Regions from separate parts of the Drosophila melanogaster genome. Here region 2 is linked to region 1. Evidence: chromatin contacts called from public Hi-C data. All regions are on one chromosome and are shown on one strand. Each heading gives the region's core, a stretch centred on a gene start, on an enhancer-like site or on the middle of the called end of the contact. The rest is flanking DNA. Distances are from core to core; before and after follow the strand shown.

Region 1 (7,925 bases), core at 2,719-5,218:
ATATTTTTAGTTGTGCGCCTTTAGATATATATATATATATTTTTTTTTTTTTTACTTTATCTAAAGCTATGAATCGTCTTTTTGCGCTTTTACTTCCAAGCAGCATCGAAAGCAAGGTAAAATTACCAACTACAAATTTTAGGACTAGTATAAAGAGATCGAGAATTCCCCCATCCAAGTGACGGGAATTAATTGAAAACGTACCGGAGGCGAAATGCATTTATTAGTGAGTAAGTGATCGAAGCGTTCTTGGAGGTAAAAGCGGCACGAGAGGCACGAGGGCAGCAGCCGAGCTGAGCTGTGACTAAAGCTAATCTGAACCTGAACCCGTCAGTAGAACCTAGGCCTAGGCTGTAGATACTAAACCCGAATCAAGCTGTATACTATATCTGTAACACCTAGTTGATAAGCGAACCAAGCGATGAATAAACGATGACAAAAATCAAGAACTTATGCTCACAACGATTTGGCTGCAAATGGTTATTATTCGTACACTTTTATTGATAAGTATACGATATTTTCAACCTTATACAGTTTGAATATGTTTGCATTTTTCATTTAAACTAAAGAAAAACAATCAGTATCCTATATTTGGCTAAGTTACATTATGAAATTTAAAGTTCGACACCTCAACAGAATTGTAAGCGCCATCTATCGGTTGGTAGCGGACGGGGGAGGGCAACTCATTAAATAGTCAGCACAAAAGTATGCTAAAATATATCACAGAGTTGCAGGATATCGAATTATGTTTTACCAGTTGAATCACCACCCTCATGACCTCCCTAACCTGGTTTTGACCTAGAAAGTCTTAGTTTTAAAATTCATTAGAATAATCAAATAAATAATAATTACTATGTTATATCAACTATTATAATTCTCCCTATCATTTTTAGGATTAAAAATCTGTTAGTCTTAAGTAACCAAGACACATTGTAAAATAAAATAATTTAAGCAGATCAAATTAAGTTGCCGCATGGGTAACAGTGCGTTGATCAAATAATAAAAACATCATCATGAATAAAAAAAAAAAAAAAAAAAAAAAAAAAAAAAAACCAGTTGAATGTATTTAAACTATATTTATAAATATTTTTTGAGTTAAATGGCTTTCGTTCTACAGTTCAGCTTTTCAGGAATACCATGCAGTCCATAAATAATACATAAATTTTAAGAATTTTTATGGCATTGGCCATGAGACGTTAATTATTTGCTTGAGTGTAAACAAATTCGAAATTACTTTAAATTACTTTAAATGATTCGTAAATGGGTGGTATTCTCGAATTTTTTTTTTATAATGCAACTTAAATAAAGCATTTGTTCTAAGACCCGTTCTGCTTGTATTTTGAAAATCATTGGAAGGAACTTTGAAATGAAATGAGCGCAGTCATTTGAATTGAAGATTATTTAATACAGTCTACTGCTTATTGTCGTTCTTCGTAGCCTTCTTAATCAGATCCAGAGAAATTCAATGGAGCAATCGGCTCTAGCTCCGTCTGGTTGTTGACCAGTGAATCATCGGAGTTAAGGGACAACAAATCGAGTTCAGTCAAGTCCTGTGCCTCCAGTTCATCATCGTCACTTTCCAGATCTATGCGTTGCTGGTAACCGCCGATCAATGTAGACATATGTTCACCACTATCGTTTTTCCTGCCATAGCCGAACTTGCTAAACTTGCCAATCTTCTTTTCGCGCAATTGCTTGGGCGTCAGGACGACCGGCTTCCAGGTGAGATCCAGAATGGACTTATGGCCCACATCCTCCAGTATGCTCTGATTGGACAGCTCGCGACCCTTGTAGGACAGCCGACTGAAGCCCATGGGCACGGACATGGCTCGCCCGATCCGTGCCTTCAGGTTGGCCACCGTTCCGAAGCGATCCACATCGTAAACCGTCTTCTTGCCGTCGCTCGTCTGAACTAGAACTTGCATCTTACGCATCCTAATCCAGATATATATATATATATATATGTATCTGGCACGTCGAACTGCAACTTTTTTCGTTTTATACACAAGCTCTAAGTTTTGCTTCGTTCGGATAAAAGTTTGCTCTTGGAATCCCCTATCAAACTGTCGTCGTCATGCGAATGCTAGTGCGAGTTAAATTTAATGGCATCCTTGATTACCTTATTTGATTTCCTTTGTCGATTCTCCAATCGAATTTCATAAGGAGCAATTGGCAACCCTGAAGTTGATATATTCGGCTATTCCAATTTAATAAAAATTCATTTTCGCGCTTTAACCCACAACAGTTGCATATTCTTTGAATAGTCACTATTTTTGATTTCGACGTGAAAGTAAAATATTTTCAATCAATACAGGTAGAGAAAACTCATAAGAGCGGGGCTCCACTGCCCAGCGGCCACGTGGCCTCCAAGGACCAGAACGTGAATACATTGAGCAAATCGATCCTTGGCGAGGTACTAAGAAAAGCCTTTAATGTGAAGGCGTGACCCGTTCAGCGCGGTTTGCTCTCCTCCGCGATTCATATGAACCTCTGACGAATTCGATGCCATAATTTTCAGCTGCCAAGGTCGTCTTTCAAAAATAAATATAAAAAATTAAATGTTTCCAACTTTTTAAGTTAGTAAGTTAAATAATTAGCAATAGAAATTAACTATTTTTTATAGGATAATCATAGCGAAATTTCTGAAAATGCACGAAATGAACAGCTGATCAAAAGTGAAGTGTAGTGCACTCTATTGAGCCATTATCGTGGCAAGTATCTTTGTGCCAACTGTTGTGCCACCTTGTACGGACAGCGTACACTTGTGACAGCGAATGCATCTTAGAGATACAGATACATCCGAAGACAAGGCACTTTGGCTGGCACTTCGGCCCAGTTTTATCAGCTCAACAGTTGAACAAAAACAATTCGCTGACCGATATGGAAGGTATAGTTGTGTTTCTTGTTCTTGTTGGTATTTTCTGTTATTGGCCCCGTTTTTGGTAAACAAGATAACACCGCACATCGTAGATTCGTTTAGTGGGGTGCTGTGGGGCTTGGGATCGCTGGGATCCTCAAAACACTTATTAATACTAAGCATTTTCTGATTGGAAATCGTCGCCAGATAACGCACGAATATATCAAAGCTAGTCCAGTACAAAGGCGAAAGAGCCGAATACCGAGTCAAAAAGAAACCAGCAAAACAAAAACAAGAAAAGCCGCAGCAGCAACAAAATACTAAAAGCAAAACAAACAGCGATAAAATCGAACAGCTAGGCACACTTGAAATACCCTATCGAAAATTGGGAAAGCCCTAACACATGGATTTAAGCCAAGTGTTCGTTAAGCCCTGAGTAAATGCATCGAGTTTAATAGCGGCAAGGGAAGCTATATGGACTCTATATGACTTTATGGTTAAAATATAAGCTGCTTGTAACTATCGCATTTATGTAAGTTTTAGTATGAATTTTGGTATACGGCCAAGAAAATGAGTAATAAAACCTGGTACCAATTTTCACCACCATCCGATTGGTAATACCCGAGTTACGATAGGTAAGTTTTGCATATCCCGCTCTCTTTTCGCTGTGGGCCACACCCTCTTTTCAAAGGGGCATGCAGTCGCAATGTCTCGATCTCAGCGAAAGGGTAGCGCCAGTGTCAGCAGAGGCGGAGCAGAGGAGCAGCAGTGGGGGCACCATATACAATGTACATATGCACAAGAAGCCGGTCTTTTTTGTCTCTGTTTTTGTTTTTGTGTTCGCTTTGTTTTTTTCTCTTTTTTTTTTTTTTTTTTGTTAGCATCTTGTTGTGATCGCAACGCTGCTCCGCTGGCTTGTTTTTGCGGCGCATTTAATGAATGCGCCCCGTTCACCCCTCCCCTAATACTTCACACACACCACACACCGTACACCAAACGCCATACACCATACACCATACACCACACACCACCTCACCCCACCCACCAGTTTGCTGCGCAGTCGGCGTCGACGCAGCGGCATTGCGTTTAAAATGTCGCAGCGACGGCGCTGCGGAGCTCAGTCTAGCAGCAAAAGTCCAGCGATACGGTTCCAAAGCGATCTGATCTCAGTTTCGATTTGAATCCCCCGATCTGGAATTTCGAATTTTGGATTGTACTGCAGTGCATTGAAGTGCCTACACAACTTTTTTTTTCGCACCCACTCTAGTCACTTGGAGAGAGCACACTGTATATAGTTGGAATATATATATATTAGTATATATCAACGAGATGTCGCAGCCACTCAAGTTCTACTTCGATTTCCTGAACCAATCGAGCCGGGCGCTCTACATCCTCCTGGAGGCCTCCAAGATCCCCTTCGAGGCCATACCCATATCGATGCTCAAAGGTGAGTAGTACTCGCTGTTAAGAAGGGAGTGGTGGTGGGCAGGGAGTACGTGAGCGGTGGCACACACAGCCACATCTATAAGACCAGCCACATCTATAAGGGCCCAAAGGTCGAACCAACCGACCAACCGACCAACCGACCAACCGACCGACCGACGAACACATTCCTATGCATTTATGCTGCCCTTTGTTTTCGATATTTTTCGAGTCGGCGAGTGAGTTTCCAAATAAATTTTCCGCTCGTTAAAAATTCCACAATCCAAACGAAAAGTTTCCAAGGCGAAAGCGGGCAGACGTCGTTTTTGAAATAGTGTCACTCCATTCGAAAACAATTGAGGAACTGTGGAACATGGCGAGATTAGACGAACATATGTATTGTACATACATATGTACATATGAGTTCAATGCAAACGTGATTGTTCTCAAAAATAATTTCTTAGCAAATGATAGATAAGATTAAAAGGAATCCCGAAACGAACGTGAGGATTCCTTAGAAAGTGTGTGCAAAATAATTATATTTTTTTTTTTTGCAGAAGTGTTCGAGCATTATTGAGCAGTCGCACTTTGAACGTGTTTACAGATAATCTTAGCCTTTGGGGGCATCCAAAAAAAAAAAAGAAAACCGGCTAATTGCCTTCTATTCACGCTTTTATCGCAGGGCAAACAAACTACAAACTCAAATATGGGTTTCAAAAATATACAATATATGTACATACTATATATTATTCTTGATTCAATAGTATAGATTCAGTACTGTACCTTAAATTCGCAGTGCACTTTGCTCGTGTTTACTCCGCACGAGAATTTAGAAACCGATCTTTGCGCTGGTTTTATCACCTGCTCGCCAAACTGGGACACTTATCAAATTTTCGATGAGATCCAGCGTTTTGTTAGCCACTTTGTTATTTCCATTACCATTCGCTTGAGTTTTGTTTTCCTTCATCATTTGTTGGATGTGGTTTTACTATTTGCCAAGCTGCGCGTGCGCTTAGCACTTTTCGATGATTCGCATATGGTATCAATTTAGGAATGGAGCTAAGGTAAGGAGGGTCTTCACACCTCGTCTTGGTCGTTCTCCACTTGGTCAAGGTTGGCGGAAATGCCATAAAGTGCAGAATTGATGCGAGGATGCAATCAGCGGCCACATTAACGGCTGCATATATAATTGCGATATGTGGATAATGTCGTCTCGCGTTGACGTCAACGCTTTGGCATCGCGTAAGTTGATAGCCACATAAATAGGTATATACTGGGATATCAACTACTATGCTAATCCCAAGGAGAGCTCCCCCAACTCCTCGATACAATGTTCGATTCCCAGACAGGCCTGCCTTTTTTGTTTTTGTTTTTTCTTTTCTTTTTCTATATATGTACAATATATTGGTTGGTGCTGGCACTTGGACTTTGCACTCCGGTGAGCCAGTTAGTTCGCTTAGAAATCAGAGTCGTCGCTGCACGCGAGTGGAGGCAACAAGACAACCTTGTGGAGGTTAAAGACTCCGAGGCGGGGGCAAGCACTTTCAGTAGTTTCAGCACACATGCACACACATTCATAGAGTGGAGCTAGCTGCACTAGCTTCACTAGCACTGGTGCTCGGCTCACCCGGTTTTTTATGCCGGTCCGAGCATGACGCAAGGAATCTAATCTGGCGGGGAGTTTACGAGCTTCACTGCAATTCGGATCAAGTGGAAATCGAATAGAGCTCTCGATTGGGCTATTAACATCATAAACAATGATATTTTCCAACCCAATTCGGTATGCCCTTCAGATTGTTATCTACGAGTGGGCCTACCGATTTGCCAAGCAATCTGTGGTCTTCAAGCTGAGTTCCCAGAGGTCATATAAGGTTATGGGTATGCAGGTTGTATACCTTTCTAAAAGTAACCGTAACGATTTTGACTGCACTCCATGGGCTCAGATACAAGATACTAGAGTCCCTAGAGATCGGAGCAGGTTAGACGGGTTAGTTGCTCGATGGGAATATGAAACGAAGAGAATATTATACTATATACGCTGATATTGGAATTTACAAAGATTATAGTTTATGAATAACGATGGGTAATAAGCTACCAGAGATAAGAGCAGCTCTTTTAATTAGCTCCTGGCCATATAGATTAATTGACTGTCACAATGCAACTGCGATAATGACCCTCACGAGCTTCCGGCTGCCCTTTCTATTGCGATCCCTGGGTCAGCTACCAACCATCAACTCAGATCTTGATCAGCCAGTCAATCACGAATCTCTCACGAATCGCCCTTTGCCTGGATGGAGGCCAGCATATGGTGGCTTTAATTTTCCAAATGGCAGCAATTATAAAATTGAAAAATTGCCGCCGCCAATTCCCAATCTAATCAGCTGATGTCGGGAATCACAGTTTGCCACTAACTGCCGCTGCTGACTAATCAATTAGCTTTCCACAAGCCACATTTGCCCAGTTAATTTCTTTGCTATATTCACACCAGAAATCATGATGTGTATTTGTGCTCACCCATCCAGATGGCAAATACTTAAACCAGAACGGGTATTTTTAGAGCCGGAGGCCTCGCAAGTGCCGCACGATTTGTCACTCCTCCGCGGAACGAACCCCTTTTCTATATGACACCACTGACTGCCCTCACGCCCACGATGACCTTGGTGGGCAGGAAAAAACAACAGAAGCAGAAACCTAAACAGAAACTAAATGGCTCCAAACAGGCGACATTGACAATGACTTTGACTTTCGCCGGCCAGACACGCCCCTCTTTTGAGGGCATTAAGTTCCACATTTTCAATTCCAATTGCGATTCCCGATTTCAGTTCCCTTATCGTTCCTTATCAGGTTTCTCGAATTCGGGCCGTGATTCGGCGGGGCACCTGTTGCTGTGTAGCAATATCTCGTTGGGATCAGGCGATCGGAAGACCAAAACACGCAACTTAAAAGTTAAAAATAAAAACAGCTTTTTAATTAGGGAAGAAATTGGTGTTTGTTTACAGATATGCGCATTGTAGATACATGCATATATATGACAGCTTTAATAAATTAAAAAATATATATAGATATTACCTAATATAAAAGGCTGTCTCTTTCAATTTATAATGGTATATTAATGTGCTAATTATATGTGATTGGTTCACTACTAAGCTTATAAACAAGGTCATCTGGAAATTGTTGAAGTTAATAGAAACCCTCTCCTTTTCCTTTCCCTTGATTTCCCGATTCCAGGCGAGCACCTGACTGGCGAGTTCCGGGACAATGTGAACCGGTTCCGCAAGCTGCCGGCGATCACGGATCACGGCTACCAGCTGTCCGAGAATGTGGCCATCTTCCGGCATCTGGCACGCGAAAAGTTGGTGCCGGAGCACTGGTATCCGCGACGACATCTCGGCCGTAGTCGCATCGATGAGTACCTGGCCTGGCAGCAGACCAACATGGGTGTGGCCACCACGGAGTATTTCCAGCAAAAGTGGCTGGTGCCGTATCTGCAAAAGACCCGGCCAGCCGATAATGCGGTAGGTGGCGGCACCTCATCCCTCATCCCTCATGCTGTGCTCCAATGCCCAAAACTAATCGCTGTCCATGGTTATTTACAGGTGAATCTCGCCAGCAAGCAGCTGGAGCACACGCTCAACGAGTTCGAACA
Region 2 (7,925 bases), core at 3,531-6,030, 350 kb after region 1:
AGCTGCTTGAGCAGCTCGCACATGGCCTCCTCGGTGGTCTGGCTAAGTGACTCCAGTGTCATGACAATCGCCTCGTAGACAAGCTCGTGATGATAGTGTGGCACCTCGAGGGCACGCAGACAGCGCTGTGCCTCGGCTACGTCACGCGATGATAAGTACTCCTTGAGCAGCAGCTCCATCTGCATGGTGATTGTCTTCACTGGACGCAGTGGCCCACCCATGCCCCAGACATTGTCCAAATGGGCCCACACATGCTTGTAGATAAGCGAGTCAGCACGGCGAAGGGCCTGTTCGGCATGTTCGCCCAGTCCCAAATGTCTTAGCTCCTCCCCCGACTTGGCCACAAACTTGGGCGGAATGCAGTCATCGGCCACGGCGCGGGCCATAAAATTGCCGAGCATGATTGGCGCCTCTGGAGTGTCCAGGACGAGATCCGGCAGATTGGCCAACAGCATATTGAATCCCTTCTCAATATCCTTGCCGGTAATAACGCGTCCGTAGAGATCGGAGATCAGCACCGAGGTCATCTCGCGCTGCGAATCCTTGTGATCCATGGCGATCTCCACGAGAATGCTGGTGACGTGCTCGCGCATCGGTGCCTGCAGTATCTCATCAAAGCTCAGTGCCACCTCATGCGGATCCCCGTGCTCGTAGTACTCCAAGACAATGGGCTCCGCCAGCTTAAAGAACTCCTCGCGTGTTATCTCAGTGATCACCTCGCGCAGCTCCACATTACGATCGTTGCACTCACTATCGTAGTTAGGATCATTCTCGTCCTCATAGACCTCGGCCAGAGCCTCGGAACCGGGCAATCCCCAGACGCCCTTGCCGCCGCCACCACCCTTTTTGGGCAGTCCTCGACCACGATTGATGGTTCGCGAACGCCGGCTATTCTTCCAGCGTCGATGTGGCACCACATAGCCACCGGGCGACGGCATAATTCTGTTGATTCCCAGCGGCATTACACTTGCTCCATGTGCTCCACCAGCGCCAGCAGCTCCATTGCCATTAGTTTGATTGGCACTGCCGCCAGAACCACTATTCTGTCTTTGGATTAACCGCTTGGCCTTACGCTTAATCCTGCCATCCTCGACAGCCATCAGCTTCTTAACATGGCCGTTCGAGTGGCCGCCACCACCACTCCCATTTAGCTCCACCGCCTCGATCTCTTCGTTCAGCTCCCGCTCGACGGAACTCTCCTTGGAATCGGAGTCCGACGGTGGAGTGAAGTGACGGCCGCCGTTGGTGGCGCGTTTGTTATTCGATTCCACTTCCATCCTGACGATGTTCTCAAACTCTTCGATATATACGTTCCTCGTTATCTCCTTGGAATGCACAGCTCGGATATTGTAGATGTTTGGGTTTTGTACTCTGGCACCAGGTGCGTGGCTTCTTTTCTTTTCTAAAAATAAAATTGCAATTGTAAAGGATTTTTGGTTATTGGTTAACATTAAAGCATCAAGCATCAACAGAAAAATAAGCAAAACTACAACAAATTTGATTACGAATATGCAATTTAATCGTTTAAAGCAATGGGTCGGGTCTTCGGTGCAATTATGAAACTTGAAACTTTAGGAAAACATATGTACATATAGAAGAGATAGAGAACGTTGATGGCGTGGTTTGGTGTCACTGTTCTTAGGAAACGCCTTCGTTTGTATATTTTACATGTCTCGCCTTAAAGACGGGATGTTAGTCAGCGAAAGTTTTACTTGTTTATTGTGCGCGTCGCGGCTGTGAAAAACATGGAACTAAAATAAATACACATGATGTCTGGCACGTAGCCGACAATGGCCCCTCAGAAACCCCTTCTTTCCAAGTTCAGTTAGGTTTCTTTTTCGGGCTATTCAAATCTAATAGTTTTTGCCTAAATATAGAACAAGCTCTTTGGCATGCCCATAAATTTAATGCTCACAATAATACAAAGTAATTGTAATGACAAGATCAGAAGTCAATATATACTATGTACAAATGACTGGGGTCGCTATTTTACGGATTTTTTTTTGTAAGTGCTAACAATTTTGCAAAAAGTTTCTAGGTTTTCATTTTTAAGATATACCCATAATAATATGTTCAGCTTTCGCGCCATTTTTTTGACCGCATCTGTATATAATAACGGTACTGCGTCTTGGAAATTGCAAATGTTTGTCAATGGGCGTGGGTGTGACAGGGATAGCGATAGGGACATGTATCGAAACTCCCCTATAGACGAAATTCAAGGTCACGCAACAACAACAACACCAAAGCTACTACATAATTTTGTTACCGTTAAAGCTTTGCAACCCCCACAAGCAATATAGCCGTCTCCTTCGCACTAACTCTAAATTGAAAGTTGCTTGTATTTCCATGCCTATGTAATTGCTTTTGGTGTACATAAGTGCCTACATACATACACATGTTTTACTTTTCCAGCTGCTTTTGTTTTCCCTATTTATTTGAAATGTTTTTATGCTGTTTTGCACTTTTAATTTAAATGCTATATAGCACAAACATAAATATGTATAAAATCAAATCAAACAAACCAACACGAATACATAATATGATTTATTTAAATTATGTACATTCGTTTGATAAACTTTTCTGATTAATTATCGCAATTTTCGGTTGTAAAATTGTCGATTTGGCACTCTTCTCATACAATTCTTTCATCCATGTACATATAGATGTCAGCATAATACAAATGAAAACAAAGATAACGTGCAAAAAAGAGCCGCATGTGTTGTTTTTTTTTTTGTGTTTTCATGTGTTGTTTTTGTTTTTTGAGTGCTTTTTATATTGCGCCGCTTGTGCTTTCTCCTCTTCTTTAAACGCGGATTCTTATGTATTTCCCCCTCTGTAATATGGATGTACATACATATACATATGCTGTTACCGGTCTTATGTTTGTTTTGCCCGGTATAACCTTGAAAATTTTGTGCGCCTCACGAATTTCTATGTTTTTATTGCCGTCTCCTTCCGGTCTCTTTCTCATCTGATTCTTCATCTCCTTCTTTCGCACTTGTTGTGCCCCCTTTTTCGGATAACAACAACAACAGAAATAACAAAATGAACGCTTTTCAGCATTTTTTTCGAATCTCTTTTCCACCTTCGCGCTTTTTATTGATGCGTGTCCGAAATTATTTTTTAACCCCGAAATCAGGAAAAGGTTGAGTTTGTAAGAAGTGGAGAGAGAGATAAAGAGGAGCGATGGAAAAGAGCATAAAAATAAAGTGACGCTGTCGAAATTGCGTCGCAAACATTTCGCAAAAAATAAAATACATAAGCAATGTCCAATAAAAAGAACAAGAAAAAGAAGCAGAGACGTTCTCACCATTGAATGCTGTTGTTTGTTTTTTTTAACAGAAGAGATCGAACTATTAGGCGCACATGAATTGCATAAATAGATATAAAAGAAATTAAAAACCAATTTGTGTCACCCACTCTTTTTGAAACTACAGAATAAATTTGATGGTTTTGTTATGCCTTTTATAAACTGAGAACTGTATTTGTTTGGCATCCAGTAACCAGAAAAATTGAAATTTTTTTGTATTTTGCCTGGAATTGTTTGCAAAATTCCCCGTCCAGAACCCTTCTAATAACACATCTCGGGTTTGGAGTCATATTATACTTTAGGTCATATTGCATTTGCATCTGATTTTGTTAAATACTTAAATAATCGTTAATTATGCAGAGTGAATTGTACCACCACTGTGAGCCAGCAATTCTGGTAGATAATATGGGAAAACAAAATCGGATGACATGGAAACATTGGACGGGGCGCCGAATGCAAATAAACCTCGAGACAACGAAAATAAAATCAAAAAGCCTAAGGAACAAGTTTGGCAGGCAGAAAAAAAAACAAACAAATTCACCCCCCATCCAATGTGGGCAGCTGTTTTTTTTTTCGGTTTCGGCTTTCCTCGTTTCAGTTTTTCTCGAATTTTCGGGTGCGTGCGTGTGTGCCGGTTGATTTTATCACGTAGACCAACGTTTTCCAATTGGAGCAAATAACGCGCATCAACAAATTCTTAAATTTCACCTATTTTTATTGAAATCATCTAATATGGCATAATTTTGTGACCGCGACTGTAATTTCGTTTTTGCTTTTATATTCGCATTCGCCGGCAGTTTTTTTCGCTTGCTTCTTTGAATTGGTCTTCGTCAAGATCGATGTTGTTGTTGCTGCTGCTGCTGTTTCTGCGTTTTTTTTTATTTTGCCACTTACCTAAGTGCTTTTTGTTTTGTCTCTCCGGCTGTTTCGCTCGCTCTCTCTACTTCTGTCTTTGATGCTGCTGCTGCAACAAGAACAAAAACTAACGACACGACTGCAACGACGTTGGCCCACTGCAGTTGACGTTGACGGCGGCTGCGCTGCTTTTATACGATGAGGAGCCTGTTTAATAGTTGTTGCTTTTCTTCGTGGGCTCCTTTATTTTTTCCCTGCCTCTCTTTCTCTTCTTATATGCGTGCGGGGGAGAGGGGTTGGCAAGGCAAATGGCAAAAAATGCACTCAAATATCTTGTGTCTCACAGAAAAAAAATACACAAGTGTGTGAGTGTTTACTAAAAGGCTCCTTCACACGCGCATACACACACTCGCACACCCACAACTATTCAGTTGCGTGTGCTGTTTTTTATGCCTTATTCACCTTCGCTTTTGTTGTTTTTGCCGCTTAACGATGTGAACTTTTGATTTCTTTTTCAGTAGGATTGGAACAAAAAGGATTGAAGAACCGCAGAATAAGGAACCAATAACGCACACTGTTGTTCACGCCGTGAAAACTCAACTCGACTGAACCAGAGAGCGACGAGACGTGGGTTTTTATACTTTTTCGGCGAGACCGTGCTGCCAGACTGTTCGATTCTGGTAAGGTGGTGGGTTATAAAAGCGCACTTGGCGAAGCTTCCCCTTAAAACGGGGAAGTTTATTAAAAAGTTTGCAAATATATGTAAATACAAATTCAATCCTATGTAGTAAGCCTGCCTATGAGGAAAACTAAGATAAACGAAACTTATTGAATTTTGATGGCTTCTGGGAATGGTCCAACAGAGTGGCATCTCAGAGAAGTAGTTTTTAAAAGAAAAAGGAAAGAAATGCATACAAGCAAACATATGCATATTTAGTAAAAACAATGAAACATTACTTTATTTACACACTCACTGGATGTATATATATACTCGCCCAATGATCTTACCTTTTTATCAAGATTTAAAAACATTCAATTCAGTAAAATCTTATTTTCCAGGAATTTTTGAACAGGGCGGGCAGCTACATAACCCAAATTGCAGCACATTTCCAATTGGCGGCAGAAAGCGATGCAAAAGAAAACGAAGTAAATATTGAACAGGAATTGCTGTACATTTCCAAGTGGCGGCAGAAAGCAAAAAAAAAAAACAAAATTGCCGCCAATTGTGGCTCTCTTATTTGTAATTTTAATTACCATATGAATATTTATGAAATTATATGTTGAAGATTCCTTGAATTAACTCTTATTAATTTTTAATTTGAATACATTTTTAAATAAACGCTGATCTATGCTAACATAAAACGCTCCTTTTTCGAAATGTATGAAATATGTTTATTTGTATGTATGTTGTATATGTATATGTATGTATTCATATGATGTATGTAAGTAAGTAAGTATGTTCATAGATTAAGGAAAAGTATTCAAATCCATTAATCGCTTGCGTTCCTTTTCGCGGAATGCCCGGCGAGAGGAGCGCGTAGCTCCGTGCAGACGACGAATGATAGGGTTCTTCTCACAGTGGATATTCGGATCATATGTCGAAACCGGCGGGTCGGCATCCCAGTCCTTGGCATCACTTTCCTTGGCATCACAGTCCTTGGCATCTTCTTTTGCGTCGCTGTGGCTCTCCTCGCGTAAGTAGCTCGGGCACTTGATGATATGTTCCTGCAAATGGGATAAACAATTGAATTTAATATTTGCTTACATACATATAATATATATTCATAACCTACATATATATCGGCAATAGGGTACATATGGGTTCTGTTATATGGACAGCGAGCTAATTCGTCCGATGGAAATTTCTTGGCACAAAGCGGCAAATGGTAGGGCATTTTAAACAGCATTACCAAATGCGAGCTAGAGTTGGGACAATTGACATATTCATAAAGTTTTGGATCCGCAGACATTTTTACAACTAGTTTTGTTCGCCTTCTGCGAACTTCCCCTTCGTCAACTTCAAAGTGAGCATAGAATTTCGCAACAACAATTCTATTCAAATCTCCTACAGCGTTTGGTATTTTTAATAGAAGCTTGCAGTATTTTTTTCAAAATGAGCAGAGAATTTCGCAACAACAATTCTATTCAAATCTCCTACAGCGTTTGGTATTTTTAATAGAAGCTTGCAGTATTTTTTTTTCTTAAAATAATAATATAAAAATACAAACGTTCGATTGTTTGCAGTGCTTGTGTAAATTATAAAAATGCATTCTGAAATATATTCATTTGTAAATAATTTATTATGTTATTTACTAAATGCGATAATTCCAACACTTGACAGCCCTAAGGAGCGCTGCCATACTGTGTTCTATATCGATAACCGATAGTCCGGCGATAGACGTTGTTTACCTCTTTTAACGCACGTGCGCCGATCAATTTGCTAAATTCTTTGATTTATTGGTGCGTTTAGAGCCTATAAAATGCCGCCCATTGCCCAGGAGGGCAATTGCCTGATTTACCGCGGCAGCAACTTCCTCAAGCAGCGCCTAATCCTCGCCTGCCTGTCCGGCAAACCGGTGAAGATCAGCCAAATCCGTTCGGAGGACGAAACGGCACCCGGTCTGCGGGAGTACGAGATAAGTTTAATTCGCCTGCTTGATAAAATCACCAATGGAACCAAGATCGAATTGAATCCCGCCGGCACGAGTGTCATGTTCTCACCAGGATTACTGCATGGCGGTCAGCTAAATCATGATTGCTGTGTCCAGCGTGGCATTGGCTACTATCTGGACGCCCTAATAGCCTTGGGTCCATTTTGCAAGAGTCCGCTACAGTGCACCCTGCGCGGTGTGACCAATAGCAAGGACTCGCCATCCGTGGACCACATCAAGGGTGCAGCTCTATCCCTGCTCAAGCGATTCCTTCTAGTCGACGAGGGCCTCGAACTCAAGGTTGTGCGCCGAGGAGTTGCTCCGCTGGGCGGCGGAGAGATCATCTTCAGGTGTCCGGTGCGAAAGAGCCTGCGTGCCATACAATTTCAGTCACAGGGCATGGTTAAACGCATTCGGGGCACTGTTTATGCCTGCAAAGTCTCTCCGGCGATGGCCAATCGCACCGTGGAGGCGGCTAAGGGATGCATGCTAAAGTTCCTGCCGGATGTCTATATTTACACAGATCAGAACAAAGGCAAGATGTCGGGTAATTCGCCCGGATTTGGCATCTGTCTGATTGCCGAGACTACGGACGGTGTGTGCTTCGCCGCCGATTGCTGTTCCAACACAAGAGAGGAGTCGGTGAGTAGCCTGAAAGCCATTATGGAGTAGTTAGTTTTATAGTATTATCTTGTAATTTCTTTACAGGAGGATACACCATCCATACCCGAGAATCTGGGCAAGGAGGTGGCACTGCGTTTGCTAGACGAGATTTATCGCGGTGGCTGTGTAGACTCCAGCTATCAATGGCTGGCGGCACTCTATATAGCACTGGGGCAAAAGCATGTCTCCAAATTCCTCACCGGTATGTGCTGAAGAATGTAATTGAATCATGTTTGATTATAATGTTGATTACAGGTGCCCTGTCCAATTACACCGTTCACTTTCTGCAACATTTGCGCGACTTCTTCTCGATCACCTTCAAGCTGGAGAATCCCGAGGCGGAGGACGAGGACGAAGCGGAGAATGTGCGCGGTGCCCAGAAGGTTCTTATGGCATGTGTTGGAATTGGCTACACAAATATAAATAAGCGCGTTATATAAACGGTT

The links. Hi-C and Micro-C count contacts between places; a contact is called where the count stands out from the background.
Region 2: a Hi-C map of the S2 cell line shows a contact between it and region 1, with 2.3 times the contacts expected there. The contact joins the promoter of Pdcd4 here to the promoter of GstT4 in region 1. A contact is called at or near these places in 9 of 107 Hi-C or Micro-C datasets (the Clone 8 cell line, the Kc167 cell line, the S2 cell line and 3 more).

Annotation. Positions count from the first base shown.
Region 1 is chrX:13,400,781-13,408,705 of dm6, forward strand. GstT4 (Glutathione S transferase T4) reads left to right here and starts at 3,969. Exons shown (of 4, transcript NM_132658.2): 1 at 3,969-4,304; 2 at 7,508-7,794; 3 at 7,876-7,925. The coding sequence starts at 4,187. Bcat (Branched chain amino acid transaminase) reads left to right here. Exons shown (of 6, transcript NM_132656.2): 6 at 1-444. It overlaps CG12725, which reads right to left and starts at 2,083. Exons shown (of 1, transcript NM_132657.2): 1 at 1,059-2,083. The coding sequence starts at 1,934. The coding sequence ends at 1,443.
Region 2 is chrX:13,750,626-13,758,550 of dm6, forward strand. It overlaps Pdcd4 (Programmed cell death 4), which reads right to left and starts at 4,781. Exons shown (of 4, transcript NM_001272604.1): 1 at 4,628-4,781; 2 at 1-1,402. The coding sequence starts at 1,277. It overlaps CG32625, which reads right to left and starts at 6,201. Exons shown (of 2, transcript NM_167381.3): 1 at 5,959-6,201; 2 at 5,539-5,890. The coding sequence starts at 6,135. The coding sequence ends at 5,633. It overlaps Rtc1, which reads left to right and starts at 6,554. Exons shown (of 3, transcript NM_132691.4): 1 at 6,554-7,458; 2 at 7,525-7,681; 3 at 7,735-7,925. The coding sequence starts at 6,646. The coding sequence ends at 7,919. It also overlaps asRNA:CR43833.